Linked DNA regions of Mus musculus: region 1 is linked to region 2. A link is a contact called in public promoter capture Hi-C data. All regions are on one chromosome and are shown on one strand. The core of a region is the stretch at or near the end of the contact, and the rest is flanking DNA. Distances in the headings are between cores, read along the strand shown. Region 1 holds the start of Nudt13 (nudix (nucleoside diphosphate linked moiety X)-type motif 13). Region 2 has its middle 11 kb from the start of Gm41104.

Region 1 (6,893 bases), core at 2,389-4,888, 180 kb before region 2:
TTCTGAGTCACTGATGACTAATCCGTGAATAGTTTTGCTTGCAATCTATGACTTAGGCAAGGGTAAGATATATTTAGCAAATGAAACTAAACAAAATATTAGGGACTAATGTTCTTCAAGGTCGCTCAACAAACAAAAATATACAATATGAATCCTGTTCACAGAAGGCAGGGTGTGCTATGTGGGTTATAAAGCACTCTGAGATGGTGTTAAACGTGTAATTTTAATAATTTACATGTTCAGGTAATAATACTTAATAATAGCATGTATTTAAGGTCAATTTTACTATCTCATATATAACTCAGAAGTGTACATTGTTCTAATATTTTAAGGTTAATTTATGAATAACTATCAATGTGTTAAACTCTTTTTCAACAAAAATTCTACTTCTAAGAATTTATCCTAGGGAGGATAAATTTAAGAATGTTAATTAAAAAATGATAGGGGCTAGAGGTGACTCAGCATTTGAAGGCACTGGCTGCTCTTCCAGAGGACCTATTCTGTTCCCACACCTAGGTGGCAGCTCAGAACCAGGAACTATAGTCCCATAGGACTCAGTGCTCGCTTCTGGCCTCTGCAGGCATCAGACGCACATGTGGTACACAGACATACATTGATACACATGAAATTAATAAATTTTTAAAAAATCATGAGAACGGGAGCCAGCAAGGTGGCTGAGCCACTATAAGCACTCACTGTGCAAACCTGATGACCTGAGTTTGGTTCTTGGAACCCATGGTGGAAGGACAGAGCTGACTCCCCGAAGTTGTCCACCGGCCTCCATGTGCATGCTATGGCACGGCACGCTTGCATCTGCAGGCACAGGCATCACACTCATAGAACAATAACAAAATGTTTAGTGGGGTGCCGGGCATAGTGGCACATGCCTTTAATCCCAGCACCAGGAGGCAGAGGCAGGTGGATTACTGAGTTCGAGGCCAGCCTGGTCTACAAAGTGAGTTCCAGGACAGCCAGGGCTACACAGAGAAACCCTGTCTCGAAAAACCAAAAAAAAAAAAAAAAAAATGTTTAGTGGGGATGGGGGTGTAGCTCGAGGATGTGGCTCAGCTATAGGATGTAGACAACTTGCCTAACATGCATGGGGCTCAAGGTTTAATTTTTAGCAACCCCCCCAATTATGATTAAACAGAATAATAAATAGCTTTTAAATTTAGAATGATCTGTGTAGTAGCAGGAAAGAGTATTCATAACATATTATTAAATGAGAAATGCCCATAAGGCAATGGGGAGAAGCTGGTCAAAGGGCACACAGTTCCACTTGGACAGGATATGTAAGTTCTGTAGATCTGCAGTACTGATGGTGACCATATACACTTGAAAACTAAGAGACCTTAAACGTGCTTATCGCAACGAACAACTACAAATATATAAGGTAATAGATATATTAGCTTGATTTACTTAATAAGATATACAAATATAAAATATTATACTGTATACTATATATATATATTTTTTTTATCAATTTACTGTTATTATTGTTGCTTTCTAAGATGAGTCTGGCCTAGAACTCACAATGTAGTCTAGGCTGGCCTTGAGCTAGAGGCAATCCTCCTATATCAGACCCCTACATGCTGAGATAAACACACATACCCAGCACCATACCTGGGTTTATTTGCCAATTATATATTCAGCTAGACAGGTGGAAAGACAAGTAATATTTGATTGGTCACCATTACCTAATTTATGTATAATTAAGAGAACAGATAAACATTCTGGGGTACATAAATTAATTTTTGTTTTGTTTTGTTATTTTGAGGTTAGATCTTTGCTTAAGTGGGCTAGGCTGGCCTTGAACCATGGCAATCTCCTGCCTCTGACTCTAGAGTGCTGAAATTACAAGTGTACAACACTTCACTTATCTGGAGTTACTTGGGTTTGTTTGTTTTCTGGTTTTGAGAAGGTGTCATATAACCCAAGCTGGCCTTGAACCCCATCCTCCTGCTACTGCCTATTGAATGCTGAGATTATAATTAGGCTTTTGTATTTTTCAGAAGTACACAGACTATAGACAGTGGCTAGTTTAGGAGAAAGAGATGGCGATGAAGGTTGACAGGGGCACATGCAATTAAACTGTTCATTTGTACACTTACAATTGTGTGTGTATGTGTGTGTGTGTGTGATGCATATGTGTTTGGTGCCTAAGTATGTGACTGCATGTGCATGATGCATATGCATGTGACTGTGAGAGAGAGAGATACTGCAGGCACACACATGCCACAGGATAAGTGTACAGGTCAGAGGACACCCTCAGGTGTTGGTCCTCACCCTCCACCTTATTTTGAGCCATGATATTTCTGTCATTCATCACTGTGTATACTAGGCTGGTTAGCCTGTGAGCTTCCAGAGAGTCACAGATGTGCACTATTGCACCCCACTTTACATGGGTCCTGGGGACTCAAACTCAGCAAGCACTTTATCTGCTGAGCCACTTTTCCAGCCCTGACTAAAATTTACTTATTTATTTTTACTGATTTTAAATTTCATTTATTTATTTATTTTTGAGACAAAGTATCACTCTGTAACCCAGGCTGGCCTCAGACTCATAGCGACTCTTTTGCTTCAGCAGGAAGGATTATAGGCTATCTTTAAATTTTAAAGCACATGCATATACATACATACACACACATATATATGTATATATAAATACAATAATGTATAACAAAACCAGTAGTTTCCAGGACTAACGGCTAAAAGAGGTTATTTTCACGCTACTGGAAATTTAGGCTACTGGAATTCCTCTGGTGAGGTTAATGGGTCCTGGGAATCGAGCTGTAACTACTCACTGCTCTTGTATGGCCATACAGCTACCTGGTTTCTTGTCCAATATTTGATACCAAATTAATTTTAGCCAACTGTCGATTATCATGGCCTGACGACTGGACAATATGTCAAACAGCATCCCCACACTTGACGCTCCTGGTGTGTGTGTATACAAAGAATTATCGATGAGATGAAAGGTAACGTTGTTTTTACTCAAAACTAATAAATGCCAAGGCATTTGAACGTATGAACTAACAACTTCTATGGCACACACACACACATTTCTCATTCTGTTCATCTTTCCAGATGGAATGACTTGAAAGGCATAAAGCGTGACCGTGGGTTCCTCCTGAATCTTCACAGGTGCCCAGGGAGCAGCCACTCCACTGTGGACTTCGATGGCTGGGAATGCTGGAAGCTGATGAGCAGCCGTGTTGCAGACTTCACGGTCTCTGTGCCCTGGTTTATATAAAAAGCTTTATGGTTTATTTCTAAAAGATCCCGCCACCATTTAAAAAATTAAGAGAAAAGGTGAAATATTGGAAACTTCCATTTTAAATAGCTCTTCAAAAATATTTCAGAAAATATTTAGAGGTACTCAATGTTGGGTACAAAAACGTCCGGTTTCTCGAGATTTGAAAGGTTTAAGTTAAAACTGTCAAACTCTGTAACCGAGAGCGTCTGGCAAGTTTTGATTATGGCTCCTTACTACATCCTAGTTGCACTTAGAACAGGTTTCGTTTCCTGTACTCACTCTTTTCGAGATGCCTTCTATGCCCCAATGGTCTGCACGCCCCTGGAAACTCCAAATGTTCAAGTTCAAATGGTTTCTCTTTTCCCTTCCCAGTGGGATTGACGCTTTGCCACACCTCCCAGAATCCTCCTTAAAGATGCACTCTGGGAAATGTAGTTTCATCGCTACAGCGCACGTAGGGGTGGTTGGGTAAGTGGAAATCTGACACACTTCCCAGCAGTCTCAGAGAGATTACCGATGCACTCTGGGAATTGTAGTTCAACTTTTAGGCCGGGAGCTTGTAACCTTGGGTTGCAAAGTTAACCTTATAAAGCATATAGTGAAACCCACCACAAACAAATAGCTTTAACAGTTTCCAGATCTTCTGGGCTAGATGCTGCTTAGCTGAATTGGTGAGCCCCAGGTTCAGTGGGAGACCCTGCCTCAATGAACAAAGGGGAAAGCCATGGAGGAAGACATTCCATGTCAACTTTACCCTCTACACCCACATACTTTAATGTGCACCCATGGACACACATGTGCCATGTACATATGAACATGAAAAAAAAATCTTTTTTTAAGGTTAGGAGTTCCGGGCTTAGCCGGGCGTGGTGGTGCATGCCTTTAATCCCAGCACTTGGGAGGCAGAGGCAGGTGGATTTCAGAGTTCAAGGCCAGCCTGGTCTACAGAGTGAGTTCCAGGACAGCCAGGGCTATACAGAGAAACCCTGTCTCGAAAAACAAAAACAAAAACAAAAAAAGGAGTTCCAGGCCTGCCTTTAATCCCAGGAGACAGAGGCAGAGCCCTCTGAATTTGAGGTCAGCCCAGTGTACACAGTAGACTCAGGTTATCAGGGGTGCATACTGATACCTTGCTTTAAATAAACGAGGGACTGTGCTTAGGTATATAGACGCTTTAGGTAAAACTCTTACCTTGGTCAATCAGTAGGATCAATCACCATCTAAGACGAATCTCCAGTAAAGCTACTTGGGGCTGCTTTCTTTCTTACTATGGGAGTTGCTTGCTTCTGTGAGAAGCCAGTGCTATTAACCACTAAGCCATTTCCCTAGCTCTTCAAAATATAATTAATGAGACAAAATATTAAAAGTACAGGATACATAAAAAATGCATCTTAATGTAAACAAAATTCTATGGGAGAAAACAAAATAAATAACTGTACACACGGTTGTAAGTGCTGGGGCAGAAGTTAAAGCATGGTAAGAGGAGGAGCGGTTTTGCTATTTTACGTAGGATGGATAGCCTCATTGTTAAGGCAACACTGGAATAAAGAGCTTGACAGAGCTGACAGGAACAGCCAAGTTAGGATTTGTGGGGAGAGACTTGTAGACAGAGTAAAATAAGCTCGTGCAAAGGCCCTGGGGTGGAGATGTGCCTGGCGGGTGTAAAGAAAGGTTAGGACTGGGGCTGGAGAAATGGCAGAATGGTTTAGAGTCCTGATTGTTCTTCTAGAGGACCTGGATTTGAGTCCCAGCTTCAATATAACAGCTTACAACCTTCTGGAACTCTAGTTCCAAGGGATCTGAGGTCCTCTTCTGGCCTCTGTGGGCATTGCTCAAATGTGGTACACAGTATACACAGACAAAACACCCATAACACATAACAATAAAAGGTAAAACAAAGAAATGTAGGACAGATCATTATAGATGAGGTCAAAAAATAGACAGGCACTAGATCACACGGAGCCTCACGAGTGTTATGTTTTTATAAAGCCATTATAATGTTCTGGGTTTATTCCGAGAGGGATAGAATGTCACCAAAGGGCTTAAGCGGAACAAGAGGACATTTTAAAAGAACCATTGTAGGGACAAGGTTACTAACTCCTGAATATAGATCTGAACACAGATCTAGATCATCAGAAAAAGGACAGCAGGCCTAGTTTAATGGCTAGCCAGTTTTTAATGGTGAGAGGAACGTGTGTGTGTGTGTGTGTGTATAAAAAGAGAGAATGTGTGGGTCTATCTGTCTCTCTCTGTGTCTGTCTGTCTGTCTGTCTCTCTCTCTCTCTCTCTCTCTGTGTGTGTGTGTGTGTAGTGTGTGTATAAAGAGAGAGAATGTGTGTGTCTGTCTGTCTGTCTGTCTGTCTGTCTGTCTCTCTCTCTCTCTCTCTCTCTCTCTCTCTGTGTATGTGTGTAGTGTGTGTAGGCCATTAGACATCATTCCTCAGGCACTGTTCACATGGGTGTTTGAGACAAAATCTCTCAGCCTGAAACTCTCCAAGTCGGCTATGCTAGCTAGTCATCAAACCCTGGGAACCTGTCTGTCTCTTCCTCCCCAGTGCTGGGATTATAAGTGCAGGCCACTGTGCCCAGTTTTTTCCATCAAGAATACAGAATGGAACCTCAGAGATGGTTCACCAGATAAATGACCTTGCTGCTACGTCCTCAGCACCTACATGATGGATAGGGAGAACCGACTCCTAAAGCTGTCCTCTGACCTCCACACCAGAGCCATGGCCCGCACACTAAATTTATTAATTAATGTAAAATATATAGATGGCATCTGAGGAATAACACCCAGGGCTGAACTTTGACATCCTCATGCACACATGTGCGTACAAACACACAGACACACACACACACACACACACACAGTTGGCACCAATAAACTTTTTCATTTATGTTACTTCACTTTATGCTCTCAGTACACTCACACCCCTAAGGCACACAGAGGCAAGATCTTGATCCTTATTCTGACAAACAAGGAAACTGAGGCAGTTGAAGAGCCTCCCAAGACTGTGCACCTAATGAAACCCATATGTTCTGCTCTCTCCACTGGACCACACTGTCTTTAAAGCCACAGCCAGCAAGAGTTACTCTCTCTGCTGTGCCTTTTATCCTCAGGGAAAAGGGCCAACCAAGATTTATTAAAGGGCAGAGCTACAGCCTCCCCCTGCCCTGCAGCTGGGGTATTATTCTCCAAACAAAGAGAAGCCTAGAAGTAATTCATCAAAACACACAGAAGTCCTATGATCCAGTTTTTATTTTCAAAGGAAAAAAAAAATCCTGGATTGTGCAGACTCAAGGGAAACCATAGAAATAGAGATGCTGGGGGCCATTTCCCACCAAGTCAGGGATAAAGGGCCAGGGGGCTTAACCTGTCCAGACACAGCAGGTGTCCCAGGGCCAATTATGTTGCATTTTGTGCTCTGCCCACTTATCAGATCCTACCATCAAGCAAACAGTAGTCAGGCCAGCACCGTCCCAGCCAAAGCAAACATCCAGCCCTGCTGGCGGTTTAGCATGCTGCCCTATCATGGCTTTTTCGCAGCACTCATTACTGTGAATTTGTGACTACAGAGGGAATGGGAGCCCAGAGAGAACAATTTAACATAGGCTCCCTGCCCTGAGCGTGTGATAA
Region 2 (7,084 bases), core at 4,489-6,988:
AAATCCCCAGCTCCCATATGGCAGTTCACAGTTTCAGGGGATCCAACACCCTCTTGCAGATATATGCACCAATAGGCAAAACACCAATGCACATTAAAAAAAAATTAGTTGCTGTATGAGATAAATGGAAACAGATTAAATTAACCGTAAAGGACTGGGGAGACCAGTCTGACCTCAAAATCACAGAGTGTTCCAATGCATCCAGGTGTAAGTACACCCTGAAAGTCCCCCTGCACCTCCCCCCCAAATCCTTCAGTTTGCAGATCCTAACACTAAGGACACCCTACTACATAACGATACGATTGTTGCCACACCTGTAAAAATTCATAACTAATATCTTTAACACCCTTCCTCTATTCAACATCCCCTAGCGGTGTCTGCAGGATCTTACCTGGCCTCATTTGGTTGGGCAGGTACCTTGGTCTTTATTAAATCTATTGTAACCTTGCTATTGTTTCTTTGCTTTATCTATTAATCACACAGAAATAAAGTTTAACATTTCTTCTGAAGTTTTATTTTATGTGTATAGGTGTTTTGCTTGCATATATCCACTTGTGTGCCCAGTGCCTTCAGAGGCCAGAAGAGGGCACTGGATGCCCTAGAACTGGAGTTAATAGGTGGTTGTGTGTGCCATGTGAGTGTTGGGAACTGAACCTGGGTTCTCTTCAAGAGAAATAAGTGCTCTTCACTGCTGAGCCATCTCTCTAGCCCCTAATAAAATATTGCTTTTAGCGAAAAAGGGAGAGAGAGGGGGTACACTTTTAGGTTGGGGAAGTAGCTCAATGTAGAGGGATACCCTAGCTTGTGCAACGCTTTGGGCTCTATCCCCAGCACCTCATTAAAAACAGAAAATTAAAAACATGTTTCTCTGAGGTGTGCATCACAGCTATGAAATTCTACACCCCCTACAATTTCAATTTTGCCTGGTGGGCGTGGCTTGTGGTCTCGAAGGGTCTCAGGAGAAAACAGCCACTTCCTCTTCAGTAACAGCTGGCCTCTGTAGCAGGCAGGAAGCTTGGAGAGATGTTGTGGAGGCCCCACACTCATTCCTTTCTACCCAGCAAAGTGCCGCACCAGGAGAGTTGGGAGAAGCCCGGGATGGGGGTGGGGTGGGGTGGGACCTGGCATGCTAATGTCTATTTTAGGACTGACTCTTTCAAAGCTACTGTTGTTACTTAGCTGCTAAAGGAGTGGGCATTCCAGAGTCTTGATTTTGTCCCCAACACTAGAATTCTGAGATGGCCTCTGTTGCCCAGGCTAGCCAGTGCTAGCTCATCGATTCTCCCAATGGCTGTACAATCATCGGGGGCTGAGTACATGATACTGTGTCCCCGGACCCCAGGTATGGATTCCCGTGAGTCCCTCCCGTGATGATATCTGCTGCCTTGGGGCTAGAGTAGGCACTACTGTCATGTGGTAGGAAGAGGGCCCAGAACAGTCCCTTATAAGAGAGAGTCCCCAGCCCCAAGTGTCAATAGCGAGCAGATTGAGAAATGTTGCTCTCCTGTAACCCCTGGTTCACCCACATCCCTAATCCTCAGAGATAACCAGAGTGGAGAACAGAGGCTCCGAATGGAACCACTGCGTGCAGCCTCGGGTAGCAACCCAGACAGTGGGCGGACCACAGCCTCCGCAATCGGCGGCTGTTGGTTTTGGCCTTTGCAAGATCAGACTATCCGGTGGGAAAGAGTTCCCAAGCCACTTCAGCTACTGCTGTTAACTGTTCACCTGACTGGCCTTGGTTCAGGGAATGAGTACACAGCCGGCCCTCCACCCACCTTACACTTGCCTCTCCCACTGTGAGGGAACAGAGGAGCCGCAGAAGGAGAGAACTCCAACAGTGTGAGTGGGAACACGCTTCAGTCCTTAGCCAGGAAGCTTCCGGAACTCAGTATGGAGCGCAGGAGAGAAAGCCAGTGCCAGGCTTGTCTTCCATCACTGCAACCCTGTATTACCAAGACCTCTACAGGCCGAGTCCACTTCCTGAGGTCAGCAGGACTAGGGTAGACAGGAGCGCCTGGCTCTGATGAAGTTGGTGAAGGAAGCCAGAGCAGCCCAAGGCCAAGGAAGGGACTATGGAGAGACCCGGCTCCAACTCTACTTTCAGACCTTGAGTCACCCCATGTGGCAGAAACTACCTTTTGCTCCCCAAGTAGCCAAGATTCCCCCCTTTTGCTTCAGTACTGGGGGTGGAAGGCAAGGCGTTACACATGCTAAGCCAGCACTCTACCATTGAGCTATGTGTACCCAACCCCTCAAGCTCCTTTTCTTAGATAATAATAATAATAATAATAATAATAATTGAATTTTAAGTTACATTTCCCAGGCTCTCTTGCAGCTAGGTATGACCACATGAGGCCATTTTGGCCAATGGGATAGGAATGGTAGTGACATGTACACCTTATGGATTATGTCTTTAGAGAGAAAGGGTACAAGTGTGATGGCAAGAGCTTGGACTGTAGGAAACAGAAGCTTTGTGTTATGACATCAGCACAAATTAGAAGGTCCCTGGCTCCTCCACTGAGTTGTCTTGCAACCACCCAACAGCTCAGACTTTCACATGAGAGTTAAATGAGGTGCTCTCCTCCTAAACCTCTATGTACCAGTACGTACCAGTTGCTTTTCCTGTTACTATGACAAATGCCTGAAAAAAGTCACCTAAGGATAGAAGAGAATTATTTTGGCTTGTGGTTTGAAGGAGAATCATCTATCATGGCTGGAAGGCATGTGGAACTGATCACAGCATCCATGGTGAGAGAGCAGAGAGATGAATGTGAGTACCCAGCTCACTCTCTCCTTTTTATTTAGTCTGGGAGCCTAGGCAGGAGGATGGTCCTGCCCATGTTCAGGGCTGTCTCATTTACACCTCTCTGAGAATGTTCACAGTCCACCAAGATGTGAGGAGATGAGAAGCCCTATTCTACACTCCCGCCATCACAGAGCCTTCTGCCACCATGTCTTCCCCTCCATGATAGACTGTATTCCCACAAACCATAAGCCAAAATAAGACCCTTCCTCCTTTCTTGTCAGGTATTTGTTTACAGCAATGAGAAAAGCAACTAATGCATCCACTAAACCAAACTTTCCAGTGGCCAGCAAGGGCCTCGGATTGTCTTTATCTAGAACATTCTATCCACAACCTTTCTGAGCTTGGTCCCTAGCTGGGGCTCCAGAGCCTGGCCCTTAGTTTAGGGAAACGGTGTTTTGTTCCTTCAGCCTCCCAGGACACTATCTGAGACCCAGGTCTCACCTGTCCAACTGACATTCCACACCACACCCTGGCAACTGAATCCAGGGCACCTCTCCCCAGGACCACTCTTCCTCCCCAGGCTAGCTCTCCATCTGGTGACAGTGGCAGCTAGAACACTTTTGGATCAGAGCCATGTTTTAAGTAAGTGCTTTTCCAGGTTAATTAACTTTAAAATATAAAATCTCAGTCTCTCTATTATAAAATATTATATATATCACATATATATTGTATAATATATAATATATAAGGAGAGACTGAGACTTTGCATTTACCATATACAGTATATTATTTACTATATATAAATGTATATTTAATACACATACAAAGATTATATCAGAAATGTCTGCTCCCAGACTACAGAAAAATGAATGTAGGCTTTAGGCTTTTGTACAGCAGAGTCCTTCTGGTTGTATGGTGCTGTGTGTGTGTGTGAGTGTGTGTGTGTGTGTATGTGTGTGATCATAGGTCCTTGATGTGGATGTCAACGTAGGCCCTTGTGTCTCCTGAGAATTCTTCAGTGCTCTGAGTGGTCATCTAGCTCTAGAAGGAGAAGGAGGAGGAGGAAGAGGAGGAGGAGGAAGAGGGGGAGAAGGAGGAGGAAGAGGGGGAGGAGGAGGAGGAGGAGGAGGAGGAGGGGGAGAAGGAGAAAAAGAAGAAGAAGGAGGAGGAGAAGGAGGAGGAGGAGGAGGAGGAAGAGGGGGAGAAGGAGGAGGAGGAGGAGGAGCAGGAGGAGGAGGAGGAGCAGGAGGAGGAGGGGGAGGAGGAGGAGGAGGGGGAGGAGGAGGAGGAGAAGGAGCAGGAGGAGGAGGAGGAGGAGCAGGAGGAGGAGGAGGAGGAGGAGGAGAAGGAGAAGGAGCAGGAGGAGCAGGAGGAGCAGGAGGAGAAGGAGAAGGAGGAGCAGGAGGAGGAAGAGGGGGAGAAGGAGAAGGAGAAGGAGGAGGAGGAGGAGGAGGAGGAGGAGGAGGAGGAGGAGGAGGAGAAGGAGAAGGAGAAGGAGAAGGAGAAGGAGAAGGAGAAGGAGAAGGAGAAGGAGAAGGAGAAGGAGAAGGAGAAGGTAGCAGAAACCTCATCCCTCTCTCTTCCTTTCTCCCAGGTCTCCCTCACTGAATAAGCACCTGGCTGGCCCCTCAGATGTGTAGAGTAGCCCCAGGGCTCACACACTTCCTCTTGTTCCCTCAGGCTTAGGACTGGCCAGACCTGCACAGGAAGTCTGGCCTAACCGTAATCCAGGCATGGGAAAAGCCAAGGCAAGAGGCTCCCAGCCAATGGACAGGCCAGAGCTACCTGCGCCACAGTTACAGTATGACTCTTAATCACTTGGCCCCACGTCCGTGGCTGGTGAGAACAATGCAAGCAGGTCTCCCAAGCAAAGCCAGACCCACACCATTGACTTCCCAGGAAGGTGGGGTGGCTCTACTATCATCAGCACCCAGTTCTCTTCTTTGACAGGCTCGCCTGCAACAGAGTGGAGAACTGTGGCCCAGAAGTCCTCATGGCACAAGCTAAGCTGGCCAGTCAGGGCAAGGCAGCTCTGCAAGCACAAGATAACTGTCACTTACTGGGGACAAGTGCTCCTGCCACTCTGAACTTCTATGGTTACACGTGTTTGGTTCCCTGGACTGCAGGGAAGAAGTTGGCACCCTGGAGTTGTCTCTTTCCTTCACGTCTCACTGCATAGGGTAAATTCCAGAACACAGCCTCTGATTTCTATGGTTACCAACAGTTGGTGTCCCTTTTCCTGAGACAGGAAGTGACTAGGTTCATGCAAGTTTAAATGTTTAAAAGTTTAAAAGTTTGAAATGGGATCGGAACCACATTTGGGGTCCCCTCATGCTCATAGTCTCTCTCTCTCTCTCTCTCTCTCTCTCTCTCTCTCTCTCTCTCTATATATATATATATATATATATGTATGTATATGTATATATGCATATATATGTATATGTGTGTATATATATAATTTAACTTTATTTTACATGCATGATTTTGCCTGCTTTCACATTGTATGACAGTGTCAGATCCCCTGGAGCCAGAGTTGTGAGCTGCCATGTTGTTGCTGGGAACTGAACCCCTGTACTCTGGAAGAGCAGCCAGTGCTCTTAACCATTGAGCCATCTCTCCAGCCTCCATGCTCAGGCTCTTGACCTCCCCTGCACAGAGGGCCAGCCAAGGGCGATTTGCAAATTCCTGAATGACACCTAGCTCTCCCTGCTCCCTGCTTCTCAGTCTAGCCTCCCTGTGGGTGGTTAGACATCCGGCTGGTCAGCTCTGGTTCTCCTAAGTCACCGTCACGGGTCCCTCCAGTGTCTGCAGCCTACACGCATGCTCCCTTCTAGCCTTGTTTTCCTTAGCAGCCAGGCCAAGAATCAGAGCCTGTGAGTCCGGGAGGAAATGACTGCAAGGCGGAGCTTGCACGCCATCCCTCTTTCTGCAGACCAGACTATAGACCAGAACCAGTTCCTGAGGGTTGCCAGCTCCCAGAGGCAGAGAGGGTGCACTTCAGTTCAAAGCCCCTGAGTTCAATTAAGGACTGGAGCCTCACCCTCAGCAATATGAGTTCAAGGCTTTACCGACTCTGATTTACTGCCAAGTCAGGCTCTCCAGAGTTCTTGGAACTGGGAGTCTGCGCCCTTTGGCACTAATTAAGACTAAGATATTAGTGCATCATCGACACATAGATGCTTTTCTTTTAGCCAGGCCTGGTGACATCCACCAGTGATCCCAGCACCTGGGAAGCCCGGACAGGAGGGTTTGAAGGTCCAAGATCAACACCCTGTTTCAAAATGGAAAATGAAGAAAAGGGATCTGGGGAGGCAGCTTGGTGTGTGTGAGGTCTGACTTGTAATCCCTAGGAAGGGAAAGGACGGAAAAACAAAAGAGAGACTTTTGGGTGTGGATGTGTAGATGTTTCCATTTCTGTCAGTGCATATGCTTGGGAGGACAAGACAGACAGACAGACTGAGACAGAAAGGCAGAGGGCAAGGTTAAGGACACAGCAGGGCACCCTGCAGAGACCCACAGAAATAAGACATCTATCTTCTTTGCCCCAAACTGTCTGCCCTGCCCTTTGAACAGAGGTCCCCAATGACGGGTCATGTCTCCCACAGACTGGGGCTCTCTAAGGATCTGCCCCTCCTGGGAATGAGGCCTATTTAAGCCGTAGCACTCAGAGTACATCCCTTCCACGGGTGTGTGATGAGCCCTCTTTCCCATGTTTTCTGCAGCATCCCTGCCAATGCCTGGGGAATAGTCCCGATGTTTTGCCCTGAAGTGTAAAGTTGAGCCCAGGGATAAACTTGAATTCTGCGAGTCCTCAGGGAGCAGCCCATTCTTTCCCAGTTATCTTTCCCTTTAGGGATGTAAGGGACAATCTCAGGAACTGCTCACTCTGCTTGGTTTTGGAGCCAGGAGGGCACCAACTAGGCTAGGCCATCTTTACCTTCCCAGTGTTGGGATTACAAGCCTGTACCACTGAGCTAAGCTATTTTGTGCATAGCCTTAGAAATGAAACATAATAGCTTTACCAACTGAGCCATCTCCCCAGCCTCTCTGCTGCTATGCTTTCAACAGCTACATGTTTTTTTTTTCTACTCATCTCTCACTGACTTCTCACACCCAAGGAGGGTCACGTGGGGAGCTCAGGAAACCCCGAAGTGTGTAGCCAGGCAAATCTCCGACATTGGTCTCAGATTTTCACCCACGATAGGAGTAGTTCAAAGATTGCCCCCATTCCCAAGCAGCGGAGCTCTTTCTTCAAAGAGGTTTGTCTTTCCCAAGACAATGCCTCTCTGTGTAGCCCAGGTTGGCCTTGAGCTCAAGATTCCCCTGCGTCATCCA

The links. Promoter capture Hi-C pulls out the DNA fragments that hold promoters and counts their contacts.
Region 1: a promoter capture Hi-C map of liver shows a contact between it and region 2. The contact joins the promoter of Nudt13 here to the enhancer-like site in region 2. A contact is called at or near these places in 15 of 39 promoter capture datasets (the 3T3-L1 cell line, 3T3-L1-derived adipocytes, the C10 cell line and 9 more), 6 of 15 datasets of contacts at CTCF or cohesin (CD8 T cells, the NIH/3T3 cell line, embryonic stem cells and 2 more), 19 of 484 Hi-C or Micro-C datasets (3T3-L1-derived adipocytes, B cells, Th1 cells and 9 more), 15 of 115 datasets of contacts at active chromatin or transcription factors (CD8 T cells, the SCID.adh cell line, differentiating embryonic stem cells and 5 more) and 4 of 9 other capture datasets (adipose tissue, embryonic stem cells, liver and 1 more).

The regions. Positions count from the first base shown.
Region 1 is chr14:20,291,435-20,298,327 of GRCm38.p6, reverse strand. It overlaps Nudt13 (nudix (nucleoside diphosphate linked moiety X)-type motif 13), which reads right to left and starts at 3,638. Exons shown (of 9, transcript NM_026341.3): 1 at 3,536-3,638.
Region 2 is chr14:20,114,950-20,122,033 of GRCm38.p6, reverse strand. No RefSeq gene overlaps it. Among named protein-coding and RNA genes, the nearest start is that of Gm41104, 11 kb to the left of the region's middle. Within about 2 kb of position 5,738, at least 32 of the 459 cell types and tissues checked have an H3K27ac peak or open chromatin away from gene starts, as enhancers often do. A contact at or near this core is called in B cells, CD8 T cells, the SCID.adh cell line and 3 more, where this site is marked.